4 separate regions of the Mus musculus genome follow, and all the other regions are linked to region 1. The links are chromatin contacts, called in public HiChIP or PLAC-seq and promoter capture Hi-C maps. All regions are on one chromosome and are shown on one strand. Each heading gives the region's core, a stretch centred on a gene start, on an enhancer-like site or on the middle of the called end of the contact. The rest is flanking DNA. Distances are from core to core; before and after follow the strand shown. Region 1 holds the start of Cd164 (CD164 antigen). Region 2 holds the start of Rev3l (REV3 like, DNA directed polymerase zeta catalytic subunit). Region 3 holds the start of Gtf3c6 (general transcription factor IIIC, polypeptide 6, alpha). Region 4 holds the start of Sec63 (SEC63-like (S. cerevisiae)).

Region 1 (3,342 bases), core at 529-3,028:
CTGGAAATGCTCCTAAAGGGGCCACTGTCATATATGTGCCCGACAGCAATCCAAACCTGTGGGTCCTGACCCCTCTGGGGGTGTGGGTGAGTGGAACAGCCCTTTCACAGGGGCCTGCTAAGACCATCTGCCTATCATATTTACATTAGGATTCAAAACAAGCAACACAATTAGTTACAAAGTGGCAACAAAACAACTGTATGGTTGGGGCTTCGGGAACACTAAACCAAACAATCCAGAAATTAGAATTTAGCAGGCCAGAATGGAGCTAAGTTCCTTTCTTTTCTAGAAACTAGTCGCCTGCACCATTCTCCTTTGCTGAAGCCCTGGATCTCAACACGTATTTACTGCAAACAGGACACGAAGAACCATTCATAAAGTACTCGTTCTTAAGACACGCTGTTCACAACAGTGTAGCCTGATAATGGATGCAGCCTTCGGAATGCTGCAGCTAACCCCGTAATTGCCAGAAAACACAAGTTATCTCCTCTGTGGGCATTTCAATTATACAAGGCAATTAACTTGTATTTCCAGGCTTCTCTTAAAACAATATGAAGAACCCACACATTACAAGTCTGGGAGGAAATTGTCAAGTAGGTAGGAGTCAAACAATATTTTACTTTATCACTTTAACCGTGATAGAGATTCCCAGAACTGTTCTGTAATTTACTTTGTTCATTTAAAAATATCTGTTACCCTAGCATCCTTCTAACAAAAAATCGGGAACTACTTAGTTTTATTCATATTAAAAAAAAAAAAAAAAAAAAAAAACCAAAACCCTAGAGAAGGCACTAGGACAAGTCAATCTTTAGGTTGAGAAGCGCAGTTACTAGATTAAGAGCAATAACCAACTTAAAGCACGTCGTGTTTTCACCTCATTACTTCAAATTTACCTTCTGTCTCATTTGCGTCGTCACGGCCTATGCCAATTTGTACAAGCCTTAACGAACCCTAGAGTTGAACAAAAGGCGTGTTCCTTGATCGGATTTCAGAAAAACGGACAGACTGAATTTCAACCTAACTCCACAGCCTTAAAACACAGGCCCCCGGGAGATCACATCTTGCTCTTTATATGTCCCTAGGTTTCACTTCTCATCATCCGCCACAAGCCTCGTTCTTCCCTTACCACTCAAATCTCAGATACAGCCAACACCGCTCAGCTAAGTCAACGTGAAGTTACAGGAGGCTCGCTGGTGGGAGGGGGCAAAGGGACACCCAACTCATCTCTAAATGTCCCCCACCTATCCCGAACTCCTTCATTAGAAACTTCCGGAGAAGTTTCGAGGGGAGGACAAGAGTCTGTCCCACGAGCCCAAAGTTTGCGCACCCCGCCGACCGCGGGGCGCGTCGCCTCGTCCAATTACTCCTAACTGCCACCGCGGAAGCAAGCCACGTCGCCGTCCCGAGCTGCGGCGCGGAGTTACCAGGCGCTTGGGGGGATGGCGCCTCTGAGGGCAACGCTCGCGGCCTAGCTCGCCTGTCGCCTTCGCCCCCCACCCCGTCGGGCCGCCGTCCTCCGGCCGGGCGGCCATGTTGCGCGAGTCCCCACCGGCTCGGCGCGTGCGGCGGGCGCCCACCTGGTAGCACGGTGGGCATTTGCGTCGTCGGGACCACTTTGGTGGTCGTGGTCGGCACCTCGGTCACGTTGGGAGCCAGGGTGGTGATGTTGGGCTGCGCGGCCGAGACGCAGAGCACGGCGAGGCAGGTGGCGGCCCAGAGCAGTCGGCGGGAGGAGCCCGACATTGTGTCTTCAGCCCAGGCGTCCGGGAGAAAAGCTGCGGCAAAGCAGGCTCCGTCTAGCACTGCGTCCCTGCGGCGCCGCCCCCCGAGAAGCCCGCCCCGCGGGAGCGCGCGCCGGTCACGTGAGCAGCCCGGCGGGGCGGGGCGGAACGGGCGAGACCACTAGGAAGCCGGCCGGAGGGAGAGAAGCGGCCGCGGAGACCTCTAGGGCAGCAGTCCGTGCGTCGCAAGCCGTCCTTCTTGTCCTGGGAGGATCACGCGCGGCACAATGGAGCTTTCCTCACATCTGCACCACGGATGATCTCCCCCCGCCCTGGCAAGGATGGAACTGCCCACGTGACGTAGCGAGGGGCGTCCACCTGCGCCGCCTGGGAGGCGGGCCGCGAGGTGTCACGTGACCCCTCGGTAGCGCGCTGCGGGTAAGAAGCCCGGAGGCTCTGAGACCGCTGAGCTTGAGTTCTGCTGACCGCGCTCGCCTAGGGCTCTGTAGGAGCCGCCTTTTCTTCCGTGAAGCTTGATTTATTTTTAAGTGTGAATTTTTGTTTTTGAGAGTTCGGGGACTCAGTAATGACGGAACCACGGGATCCAAGAGTTTGCCGGGCCACTGGTTCAGTGCCCGTAGCTGTGGGTGGGACCGAAAGTGATCTGTCCCGGACGCTTCCTTGTCGTAACCGCCACCGGTGCCCTTGCCTCACCTGCTTCTTCCGAGTCACTCAGAGATCCGCAGTAGGGATCGATCTGTCCCAGCCCCAATCACTGTGGTCAGAGAGGAAGACGGCTAGGGATGAAAAGCCTTCGTGCCTCTTCCTATCCCCACATCACGAGCGACGAAGTATGAGACTTGGGGAAAGTGACCTGACCCTGACACTAGGATAGCATAGTGGCAGAACAGGCATTTTCAGTGCCTGTTGGCGGACTCTGGCTCTCTTTAGTCGTGAGCGCCATCTGATGCCGGGTCTCACAAAATAATCAACGCTTGACATGCTTATAGTAGGTGGTTTTGGTTTTTTTTTTTTTTTTAAATGAGACTTGAAAATGATAGGTAGAGCTAGGAATGTAGTTCATTTGGTAGAACGATTGTCCCTCATGCAAGAGTCCCTGGGTTTTGCACTATGCTGTCTTGATTGTTTAGCGTTTGCCATATTTTATGTTACAATTTTAATGTCATAATTTTAATTATGCATGTGACCCTAATAACAAGAATATCAGATGTTTCGGTGGTGTCTGTTTCGCTGTAGTATGCATTTTAAAAAATGACTCTAAAAGCATTTTTACAACTTTAGCGAAAGATTGAAAGCCCTTATTTCTGCCAGTAATGAATTTAATGTGGTTCCTTTGTGGGTGTACTCTGTAAAATAAATATGAGCCAGTGGGTTGTGACTGACCAAATCAATGGTCTTAGCATTAAGGTGCAGTCAAATAGTCATCATAAGAGCTTTAGAGAAGCTGCTGTTCTCTCAAACGCCTCACATGACACCTAGGCTAAAAGAAGAACTTCTGTTTGGAGATTTTAAAGCAGAGGTTATGTTCCATCTCCTCTTCCTGCTCCCAAATCGATGATCTCATTTGTCCCTAGGATGAACACACTCTGCTGTGGGGACC
Region 2 (3,342 bases), core at 499-2,998, 1.8 Mb after region 1:
ACTGTTACCAGCATTCCGGTTCTCGATCTTCCAAGGTTCACAGCATCAAACTCTACTTGAAAAAGGAGTCTTTTACCCAGCCTTATTTATGTCATTGGCATTGTTAACAAAGAGAATTCACATTAAAAGGTAGTAGCTTAGAACGAGTGTCTGTATTTTGGGAAATGGTATTGTCTTGGTAGTCCACAGAAGCTGACTGTAGTAATAAAGATGAATGGCGACGAAGGCAAAGAGCATCAAGTGGGAAATGCCGTCTGAAACCCCATAGGGCTATACCTTGGTAAGAATCGTCTTCCAGAATACGGCTTTACCATTTCATCTTAACAGTTTAAAGCATGTAAAAAGACGCAAAACTGAAAGATAAAAACGCAAAACCTTGTATATCTGGCCCCTAACCTATTTATATTATAAACCCAAAGAGTGTTCCAGAACATAGCTTGTCATTTCCCCCCCCCACCATTTCTTCAAAATGGCTTTTTTTTTTTTAATCTATTTTTAAAATGCAACCCTGCAACCCAGCCTAGAGGAATTTTAAAATGCCTATGCTGCTGAGCTTGGCTGTGTTTCCTAACGAATCCACCCCCATTAGGTGTAGTATTTTATGTTGGGCGACACAAACACGTAGTTCCTATTTCCATGGATGCACATTTCCTGAAAGCATTGCACCTGAGGATGCCGCTCTGTCCCTGTCGAGGCATTAAACTCTAAGCAGTCACGACCTGCACTCACAGAAGAGCCACATGGTCACTTCAATGAGAAAAATTATCTGGCCCCGGGCGCCACTTTCTACAGCCACAGCATCTCCGGCAGGGGCAGAGGAGAGCGAGGGTGAACAGAGGCAACCGGGAGCGACGGACAACACGCCTGACACTTCGCCTCTGCCCTCAAAGCCTTTTCTCGAACGGGGCACTAGGGACACGTAGCGAGTGGCCGGGGTCTCCGCCGGGGACCGACCTCTAAGGACCCGCGAACTCGTCCTTGGGGACGAGGCGCAGCCACCCGACCCACCGAGGCAGGGGCTCCAGCCTGCTCGCCGCTCGCAAAGGAGAGACCGGGCGCCCGCCGCCTCTCTGCCGCGGAGGGGGGCGCAGCGCTCACGCGAGCCCACATTTTTTTTTCTTTTGCGCCTCCTGTCACGCGCGCGAGAGAGAAGGCGAGCAAAGCCGAGAACAGGGCAGACTCCGCAGCGACCCTGTAGAGGGCCGCCGGCGGCGGCGTGCGCGCGAGTGCGCGGAGGGAGGGCAGCCCCGACGACCCGGCGCCCGCGCTCCCGCTCCCGCCCGCTCCCGCTTACCTGCCGGGGTCGCCCCGAAGACTCGTACCACCGGCACCTTCTTGACAGGGAGCTGGGTGAGCGGGGATTGGCAGGTATCCAGCCCCGGCAGCGGGCTGGCCATGTAGTAGTCGGCAGTCACTATCCGCACAGAAAACATGTTCGCCGCCGCCGCCACCGCCACCGCCTCCCCTCCACTCAGCGACCTGGCAGCAGCGGCGGCGGCGGGCTCCGCAGAGGCGCCTCCTCCCCTTCCTCCTCGGTTCGGCTTTTCCCCCCCGCCCCTCGCACGGACGCCGGGACGAGCGGCAGCGGCGGCGGCGCGCGGAGGCTGCGGAGGCTGTGTGCTGCCGCCGCCTCCTCAGACGCTCCGGGCGAGAGGCAGCGGGAGAGAAGCCCTCGCGCGTTCGTCGGGTCGGGTGGTACCGCTGCTGCTGCCGCCACGGCCGCCGCCGCCGGGAATCACACGGGCTCCTCGGTCCCAGGCTGCAGCTCTTGTTGCCATGATGATGATGTCACGGACGCAACCACTGGGGGAGGGGAGGAGGGGTGTGTGTGTGCGCGCGCGCGAGCGGCGACGGGGGGGGGGGAGGAGGCGGGCGGGCGCGCGCCCGGGGTGGGAGGGGACGAGGAGGGGGTTCTCCCCCGCTCGGAGCGCGCGGCTGGGGAAGAAGCTGGCGGGAAGCCGGGCCGCGCGCCGAGGAATCGATGATTCGGCCTGTGGGCCGGGTCACTGCGGCGGGGCCCGGGGAGCGCCGATAGCATGGATAGGCTCAGAGGGGCGCAGGGTTTTGGCGGCTTCCCGAGTTCCCCTCGCCGACCGCCATGTCACATCTTACGGAAGAGGCGGGGGCTGCCGCGGAGAGGATATTTTTTGTTTTGTTTTGTTTTCACAAGGTAAGGGAAGCCGCCAGCGGGAGAAGGGAGGCGCGGCACAGACCTCGGGCGGCCCTGGCCGAGCGGGAGGGTGGGAAGGAGGGAGGGCGGGCCGGGCGGGCGAGCGAGCGGGCGGGCGGAGCGTTGGACGTGCCGGCCCTTCTCAGGTAACGCGGCGGCGGAGCTGGAGCCCGGGCCAGCTCGAGGGGCGGGGGCGCGCGGGCCTCGGCCTATAAAAGGGCCGCCCTGGCGCTCGCTCCCTCCTCCGCCCTCCCCTCCCCCCAGCTCCGGGCGAGCCTCGCGCCCCGCCTCGCCCGCCTCCTCTTCTGCGGTGCTGCAGTGACTGCGCCCGGCCACTTAAGGAGATTTATTCACGCGCGGCCCTGCCCAGCTTTGCCCAAGCTGGGCAGATACACCGACAGCACAGGGATTTCCCACCGTCGTGGTTTTCTCCACCCCCCCACTCCCCCACCGCCTGCCCCTCTCGCACTAGGACAACCACTGTGGGTTCCCCCGCGCAGGCTACACACACACACCCCACACACACACGCGGCACGAGCGAGAACACGGAAAGACTTGTTTGCTCCACTCACCTCCCTCCCTCCACTCCTCTCGCGGCTGCTCGGAGAGCCCCGAGAGCCTTTCAGAGAAAATGTTGGCAAAAGGGAAAGGCTCCTAAAAGTCGGCGTGTTTTCATTCACTCTTAGTGCAAGATTTTACTACGGGTTGACACAGAAGAAAAAGGGGGTGGGGTAAGACATAAAATAAAAACCAACTTTATTTGGAGCTAGAAAGGAGATGAAGTGGCACAGTTAGGGATTGGGGGGTGCGGGGGCAACAGATGCTGCTGGTGAGGATGTTAAATTAGAACCTATGGATTTTGTCTGGCTTGGTCACTAATACTGGGCGTGACCTCGGACAAATAATTTGATTTTTTTAGGCCTCGTTTTTCACAGGTGAGTCGTCGCCGCCGCCCCCCCCCCCAATTCCGCCCCAACAAAAAGATTAAAGTAATAGGAAGCAGAAACTACAGTTTTCAGCTTTGAAATTTGCCACTGAAATTAGGACACTTGACAGTCATTATCCATCCAAAGTAGAGTTCATTCTGTCCCACTTAAAAAATTATACAGGTGCATTTTACTGCTTGTTATATTGCCTTGTATCTGGAGTGGGGTGAGAGCTCCTTGTTCACA
Region 3 (3,342 bases), core at 364-2,863, 1.3 Mb after region 1:
AAAACGAGTTTCAAGACAGCCAGGACTGTTACATAGAGAAACCCTCTCGAAAAACTAAAACAACAACAACAACAACAACAAAAAGGAGAAAATAAAAATTCTCATATAAGTTTTCCAAGTAAAAGAGCAAGAAGGAGCAGATTGTTAAATCACTTGTCGCCTCCTAGTGGCAGTGTCTTAATATTGCGACCACTATCACATTTAATATTCTTTATTTACTAGTTCAGGTTAATAGCCTTCCTCATAGATTTTTTTTTCCTCTGCAAGGAGCTTCAGTCATGCTTGCAGAAGACCTAAGTTTACTTCACACACAACTACTAATAGGACAAAATTCTTTCCTGTTTTGTTGTTCATAAGCACTTAAAATTTTTCTTGCAGTTAATGGTCTCGTGAACATTATAACTACATTCATACTAAGAACAAGAAAGGCAGGTCAGCCAGGCTGTAGTGAACACCCTAAACCCCAGCACTTAGGAGGCTGAGGCAGGCAGAAAGCAGAACTTGAGTTGGAGGTCGTCTGGGACCATACAGAGAGGAATGACCGGGCTACACAGTATAAGCCATGTAAAATACAAGAGGAAAGATATCCATTTAGTAGCTCAGGACCAAAGCATCTACTCTAACTTTCAACTAAATATAAAAGAAACCACTCAGACTGTGTCCTCTCCCTCTCAACCCTCAAGAGAGTTGAGAACGATCATCAATGGCAGATAGCAGTTGCAAAATGCAGCACTAAAAGCCGGCTTCACGCTCAGGAAAGGACACTCTGTCTCCTCCTCGTGGTTTCGGGTGCTCTACACAGTCAGAGAAACTTCTCTAGTAACAAACTATAGAAATGATCCCTGAAAGTATAGTCTTAGTTTAGCGTTGCCAGCCGCCGCGAGGCCACCTCTGACAGCACATTTTTAACTAATGGTGACATTCCCCACCCGCCCCCCCCCCCCCGCGAAAACCCCGTAATATTCTCCTAAGGAATACCATACACATGCACTTTCGAAGCTGTGTTCGTATATTATTTTGCAAAAAAAAAAAACAAAAACAAAAACTCATTCTGAATACTTATGACTTGTAAACTAACTCAGAATCAAGTTCATAATTAACATATTGAGGATAATAGCCAATCACACGCCAGTGTCTTCAGTCATCCTAAGAAAATCACTTCCGGACCAGTTTTAAAGGGTGGGTGCGGCTCCTCAGGCTGCGTTTTACTTAAGATGGGTGTTGATTTGTGTCCTCTGCGGTCTGAATTCCACCCTGTCCCAGTAGCGTCACTGCTGGGTTTGTGTTAACTAAGTAGCCACTCTGGCCTAGAATTTGCATTAATCCTCTCCCTCCCGCGTCCTTAGATGTTGGGATGAAAAGTGGAGGCCACCATTGATCCTCTAGTCTCCTTCGGCAGACAATAAACGTGAGGTTTTGTTTTATAGTGGAGGCAGTTGATTACGCTCATCCTCAGCTACTTACTGAGTTCAGTGTAGCCTGAGCTCTATGAGCCACGTTCTTCAAAGTGGGGCTAAATACCCTAAATTCCCGAAGCTCGGAGCGTGTCGAGTCTCCACGTGGGACCCACTTACGGAAGCCTGGCGTCGCCATCTTGCTTTCTGGCCGGAAGCCGGACGCCGCTGCCCGTATCCAAAATGGCATCCACAGGGGGCGTGGCCAGTGATGGCGTCTCCGAACGCTATGGCGGCGGCAGTGGATCCCATTTGGGAGGACTTGGAGGAGGAGGAAGAGGAGCTAGAGGAGGTTGTAAGCGAGGGTCAGAGGCCTGCGGCGCGGGCGGTCTTGGTTGAGCCACCCCTGGGTGGGGAAGGGAGTCTGGGATGCGGACGGAGGGAGGGAGGCCGGTAGACAGCTCGCTGGCTTTCCGAAGCCCGAGAAGCCGTGGAGGGCTAGCTTCAGTTCTGGTTTACCCATTCTAGAAAGAATCGGTTTCCACCAGAAACTGGATCGAGTTTTCACAGAGAAATTTGGGGCATTTCTTATTTACTGCCCCTTGTCTACCTTATTAACTTTGCTTTCTTCCACCAGGAGCAGTTTGTTCTGGTAGAATTGTCAGGAATCATTGATTCAGACTTTCTCTCCAAATGTGAAAATAAATGCAAGATTTTGGTGAGTCTTAGAATTCGGGGAATGTTGTAGATTTTCTTAAAGTTAAAACAAGACTAAAAGGTGATATGCTTGTCCACAAAGAGAGAGACGTTCATCCCACCTTACAAAGCAGTGATCAAACGCTCCAGGCTCATACCAGAAGAGTAGGTTACAAGGGAGGGATTCTATGGGAGCAGAGAAAATGCCTGACTGCTTCTTCTTCACTGTCTGAATGTGTGGCTGGAGAGAAAGAGCAAAACACCTTGTATGAAACTTCTGGGGGACTTTCAGGACAAAGCCTAATCCATGCTGTTAAGCAGTGCCTGCCTTCCTTGTAGTGGGCGTGGCCTCAGTTCTATCCTCCAATAGTACCACAGTTGAGTGTACTAGTCTGGACGCAGACTCTGGTCTAAGTGTGGATATGTATGCAGTGTTGCCCGGCCGGTCACCAAGTACCCATGTCACCTGCTTCACCATGCCTTTGGTGTGTCTTTGGCTCACTCCTCACAAGCCAATTAGGAAAAAATAGCATGAGAGCAGGCTGTCCTGGTGCACACCTGTAATGCCGGCACTGGAGAGCCCAAGGCAGGCGGATCCGAAGTTCATTGTCATCCTACCCCCCAACTCCCCGGAATGCCCTGGAACTCACTTTGTAGACCAGGCTGGCCTCGAACTCAGAAATCTGCCTACCTCTGCCTCCCAAGTGCTGGGATTAAAGGCGTGCGCCACCACCGCCTGGCTCATTGTCATCCTTAATGATATAGTAAGTTCTAGGCCACCTTGATCTACAGAAAGCCCTGTCTTCAAAATGCCTGGAGAAGACACAGTTTAAAATATTACGTTATTGCCTGATGATGATACATACCTTTAATCCCAGCACTCATGAGGCAGAGGCAAACGGATCTCTTAAGTTTGAGGCCTGCTTGGTCTGCAGAGTGAGTCCCAGGACAGTCAGGGCTGTTACACAGAGAAACCCTGTCTTTGGGGGATGGGGGTAGGGATGGGGGATAAAGCTGTTATCAAAATTTTTGGGCAAAATCCTTGGCTTCAAATATTTAAACAGGTTAATTTCTGCCACTTACCCCAACATGCCAATCAGAGATGAGTAGTGTGGTGTACATAGCAAGTTCTAAGACAGACAGACAGACCCACAGAGAGACCCCGTCTCAAAACGACAACAGAAAGTCCACTCAGGCATGGTGGACATTTTTTTTAAAGATTTATTTATTTATTTTATGTATATGAGTATAC
Region 4 (3,342 bases), core at 402-2,901, 1.2 Mb before region 1:
CCAGAATGAGAAACGACGGAGGCTAGTAACTTTGGGTAAATTGTTGCTACTCCGCTTATTGTGAAATGTACAAAAGAGATGCAAGTGTTGCTTGCTCTTTATCTTAAATTTACTTGAGTTCTATTATGAAACTAGATAATTTTATAGGACATTGAACTCTCTCTTCAAAGTGTAACAAGTCCTGAGCTTCACTGCTAACAATTCTTCCCAAGCTGCAGTGCACAACCTAGACAACTTAGATCATCACCACACCCAACCTAAAAGCAACTTAGCAGACACAGAACGCTCTCCCCCAGAGCCGCTGTTATACTCGAAACCTACTAATTATGGTTACCACCACCAGAAATAACCCATTAGGCGCTTGCTGTAAGTGCCATCAGCTTTAAGAATAACCGGTGCCATATGTCTTAGTAAAGTGCAACACAGAATCCAACATTACAATCTTAAACCTAACATCCCCGGAAACTGCACTGGGTTGCGTTCTGACGCGACCTTTAATGTGGAAAGACTCGAGAACTAAAAGCAAAGGAGCTTGCGACCCCACCAACTACCTCCTTCCATCAACGAATCCCGCTTAATCCTTCATGCCTGCACTTTTCCGTTGTAAACAGGAAACTCCAGAGGAAAGGAAACGGAGAAAATCCTATTTGTGCTTTTATAAAAGGAATAACGGCAGCGCTCTCCAACCCCCACGATGTGATTGAACAAATGAAAAAAGCAACCGGAGGAAGTGACGGGGTGGGCTGCTGGTGAGCTCACTTGGAAGTCCCAAACATGACACCCAGCTTAGGGGTGCCCCCAAACATCTGTACCAACAGCTGCAGCGGGGACACCGGGACAAGAGGGAGAAAGGGTGACGGGAGCGAAGGATGCGGAGTTGTGCCCACACGCTCTTATTCCCCCTCGGCCAACTCTTCTCTCGCCCCCCGTCCCAGCCCAGCCCGCTCCCTCCAGAAAGAACACCCAACAAAGCCGAGGCTGGGGAGACAAAGAGGCGGCAGGCGAGGGGCGTCCAGAACAATGCGGATCGGATCCCCGCCAAACTCCCGCGGACCACGCAGGCGGGCGGACAGCCCCGGAAATCGCCGCCGAGCTCCGGCCCCGTGGACAGCGGCCCTCAGGCCCCGCCGCCCAGGCGGCGTCCCTGGGACGCGGAGCAGCACCGGCGGGCAGGACGGCGCGGCCCGGAGCGGAGCGGAGAAGAGCGGAGCGGAGCGTCCGCCCGAGCGCGCCAGAGCGGGCCGCCGACGGGACTCACCCGCGTTCTGGTCTCGCGGCCAGAGGTAGTAGGTGGCGGGGATCACGATGAGCCCCACGAAGGAGGTGAGGAAGTAGAAGAAGGTGTTCCCGCTGTCATCGTACTGGAACTGCTGGCCCGCCATGGCTCCGCCTCCTCCGCCGCGCTCCCCTCACCGCCGTCGCCACGACCCCGCGCTGCGCTCCGGCTCCCGGCTCCCAGCGCCCCGGCCCCGTGTGGCGTAGCTCGGACGCCGCTACCGCCGCCGCCGCCGCCGCCGCCGCCGCTCTCCTCCCCGCCCCCACGCCGCTCTCACGGACACGCCGCCGCCGCCGCCGCGGCCGTCGCCAACTCTCGCGAGAGGAGCTAGTTCCCGCCCCACGCGGCTGTTCCCTCCCCGGCCGTCTCCTCCACACGCTCACTGAGGGAGACGTGGCGCGCGCAGCAAAGAAACTCTGTTGGACCCCGCCCGCGGCCCCGCCCCTGAGCCACGGACCACGCCCTCTGTTTTCCATAAGCCCGCCCCCGGGTCCCGCCCCCTGCTTACCAGGCTTTCCTTCCCAGCACCCTTCCCGGATTCCAGGAGCTTTCTTGCCAGGGTCCCCCAAGCAGTGAGCAGAGGCGAGCGTCCTAGGTGCGATTGGGACCTGAGCTTTTGCAACCTAAGCGAGGTTGCCAAACCTCTCCACTCTCTCCTATCCCTCTCACTTTTCCTCCACGTGAACCTCATGGAAACAAGTGCCATTAAAATAGGGAGCAAGGAAAAATAAATAAATGAAAAGAATAGGGAGCAAGGAACTCCTCAGAGTTCCAAAGCCTTGGTATTTGGAGCTGCCAGTTCACTAATGCTTTCTGTGACCCAAGCGATCATGTCTTCAATTTGTCAGTAAAACATGAAATAAAGCAAAATATAGATCGGTGGCTCTCAACCTTCCTAATGCTGCCACACTTTAATACAGTCCCTCATGTTGTCGTGACCCCGAACCGTAAAATTATTTTCATTTCTAGTTCATAACTGTAATTTTACTACTGTTACGAATTGTAATGTAAATATATGATGTGCATGATATATATACTCCCTCTAAAACGGTCTTTTGATAACTCCCCCTTAACAGGGTCAGGACCCACATATTGAGAACCAATGTCATATATGCTCTATTGATGAGAAAATTCAGACTCAAAACATTTTCCAGAGGTAACGCTCAATGGTTTGGGTTTGCTCAGGGCTTGAGGATCCAAACCCAGATCGCTCTGACGCCCCAAAGAGCCGCTGGCACTCCCCTGCAACCTGTGGGCAATCTGAAGAGGCAGTCACTCTCTGCTCCTGGCCACCGAATCTCAAGCTGGAGTCAGCTGAACTGCAGGATAGTCCTCTAACCTTGCAAAGATCCCACCAGAGTCCAGTGGTGGCCTTAGCAGGGTGGGTCCCAGTGTCTGCACTGCCCTCTGTGGATCAAGAGGACACAGGGCACTTTACACAGGACCGCTGTGAATAGTAAAGGAAACTGTGCAATATCTTTAAAAAGAGAAGCTACCGCGCAAGTACAAACATTCTGCTGTATTTTTTTTTAAGATTCATTTTTTATTTTTATGTATATGAGTACACTGTAGCCATCATGTGGTTGCTGGGATTTGAACTCAGGACCTTCAGAAGAGCATTCAGTGCTCTTAACTGCCCGTTTTGTTGTTGTTTTGTTTACTTTGCTTTTTGTTGGGGGGGGTGTTTTTTTTTTTTTCTTTTTGAGCCAGGGTTTCTTTGTGTAGCCCTGGCTGTCCCGGAACTCACTCTTTAGCCAGGGTTGGCCTCGAACTCACAGAGATCAGCCTGCCTCTACCTCCTGAGTGCTGGGAATAAAGCTGTACACCAGCACCAGCGTTTAAGGATTGTTTCAAGACTAGTCAGTTAACTACATGGCTTTTCAATATGCCTTCCATTGTCTGAGAGGAAATCTGGTTACACAAGCTCTTTCATTGAATGTCTCAAAACCAGTATTTATCATAATGAGTCATGCTTCCCCTTATACTAGATTATGTTCACAAGTATTCTGTCTCCCCTTTCAAATTCCAATTTAACAGCACATTTCTGAAAGCCACTTTTGCTACAT

What was found. Promoter capture Hi-C pulls out the DNA fragments that hold promoters and counts their contacts. HiChIP or PLAC-seq counts read pairs in DNA pulled down with a chosen protein or histone mark. Capture Hi-C pulls out chosen DNA fragments and counts their contacts.
Region 2: a contact with region 1 is called in a promoter capture Hi-C map of pre-B cells, with 4 times the contacts expected there. The contact joins the promoter of Rev3l here to the promoter of Cd164 in region 1. A contact is called at or near these places in 1 of 39 promoter capture datasets (pre-B cells) and 1 of 115 datasets of contacts at active chromatin or transcription factors (astrocytes).
Region 3: an H3K27ac HiChIP or PLAC-seq map of extraembryonic endoderm stem cells shows a contact between it and region 1, with 8 times the contacts expected there. The contact joins the promoter of Gtf3c6 here to the promoter of Cd164 in region 1. A contact is called at or near these places in 3 of 115 datasets of contacts at active chromatin or transcription factors (astrocytes, embryonic stem cells and extraembryonic endoderm stem cells) and 1 of 9 other capture datasets (adipose tissue).
Region 4: a contact with region 1 is called in a promoter capture Hi-C map of adipose tissue, with 4 times the contacts expected there. The contact joins the promoter of Sec63 here to the promoter of Cd164 in region 1. A contact is called at or near these places in 5 of 39 promoter capture datasets (the C10 cell line, hippocampal neurons, liver and 1 more), 3 of 484 Hi-C or Micro-C datasets (B cells, CD8 T cells and erythroblasts), 4 of 115 datasets of contacts at active chromatin or transcription factors (astrocytes, cardiomyocytes, extraembryonic endoderm stem cells and 1 more) and 1 of 9 other capture datasets (adipose tissue).

What each region holds. Positions count from the first base shown.
Region 1 is chr10:41,517,936-41,521,277 of GRCm38.p6, reverse strand. It overlaps Cd164 (CD164 antigen), which reads right to left and starts at 1,778. Exons shown (of 6, transcript NM_016898.2): 1 at 1,578-1,778. The coding sequence starts at 1,743.
Region 2 is chr10:39,730,566-39,733,907 of GRCm38.p6, reverse strand. Rev3l (REV3 like, DNA directed polymerase zeta catalytic subunit) reads right to left here and starts at 1,748. Exons shown (of 32, transcript NM_011264.3): 1 at 1,295-1,748. The coding sequence starts at 1,433. It overlaps E130307A14Rik (RIKEN cDNA E130307A14 gene), which reads left to right and starts at 1,901. Exons shown (of 3, transcript NR_038037.1): 1 at 1,901-2,170.
Region 3 is chr10:40,255,983-40,259,324 of GRCm38.p6, reverse strand. Gtf3c6 (general transcription factor IIIC, polypeptide 6, alpha) reads left to right here and starts at 1,613. Exons shown (of 6, transcript NM_026113.5): 1 at 1,613-1,746; 2 at 2,032-2,112. The coding sequence starts at 1,666. Rnu3a (U3A small nuclear RNA) reads right to left here and starts at 857; the gene lies at 646-857.
Region 4 is chr10:42,759,805-42,763,146 of GRCm38.p6, reverse strand. Sec63 (SEC63-like (S. cerevisiae)) reads right to left here and starts at 1,651. Exons shown (of 21, transcript NM_153055.3): 1 at 1,259-1,651. The coding sequence starts at 1,382.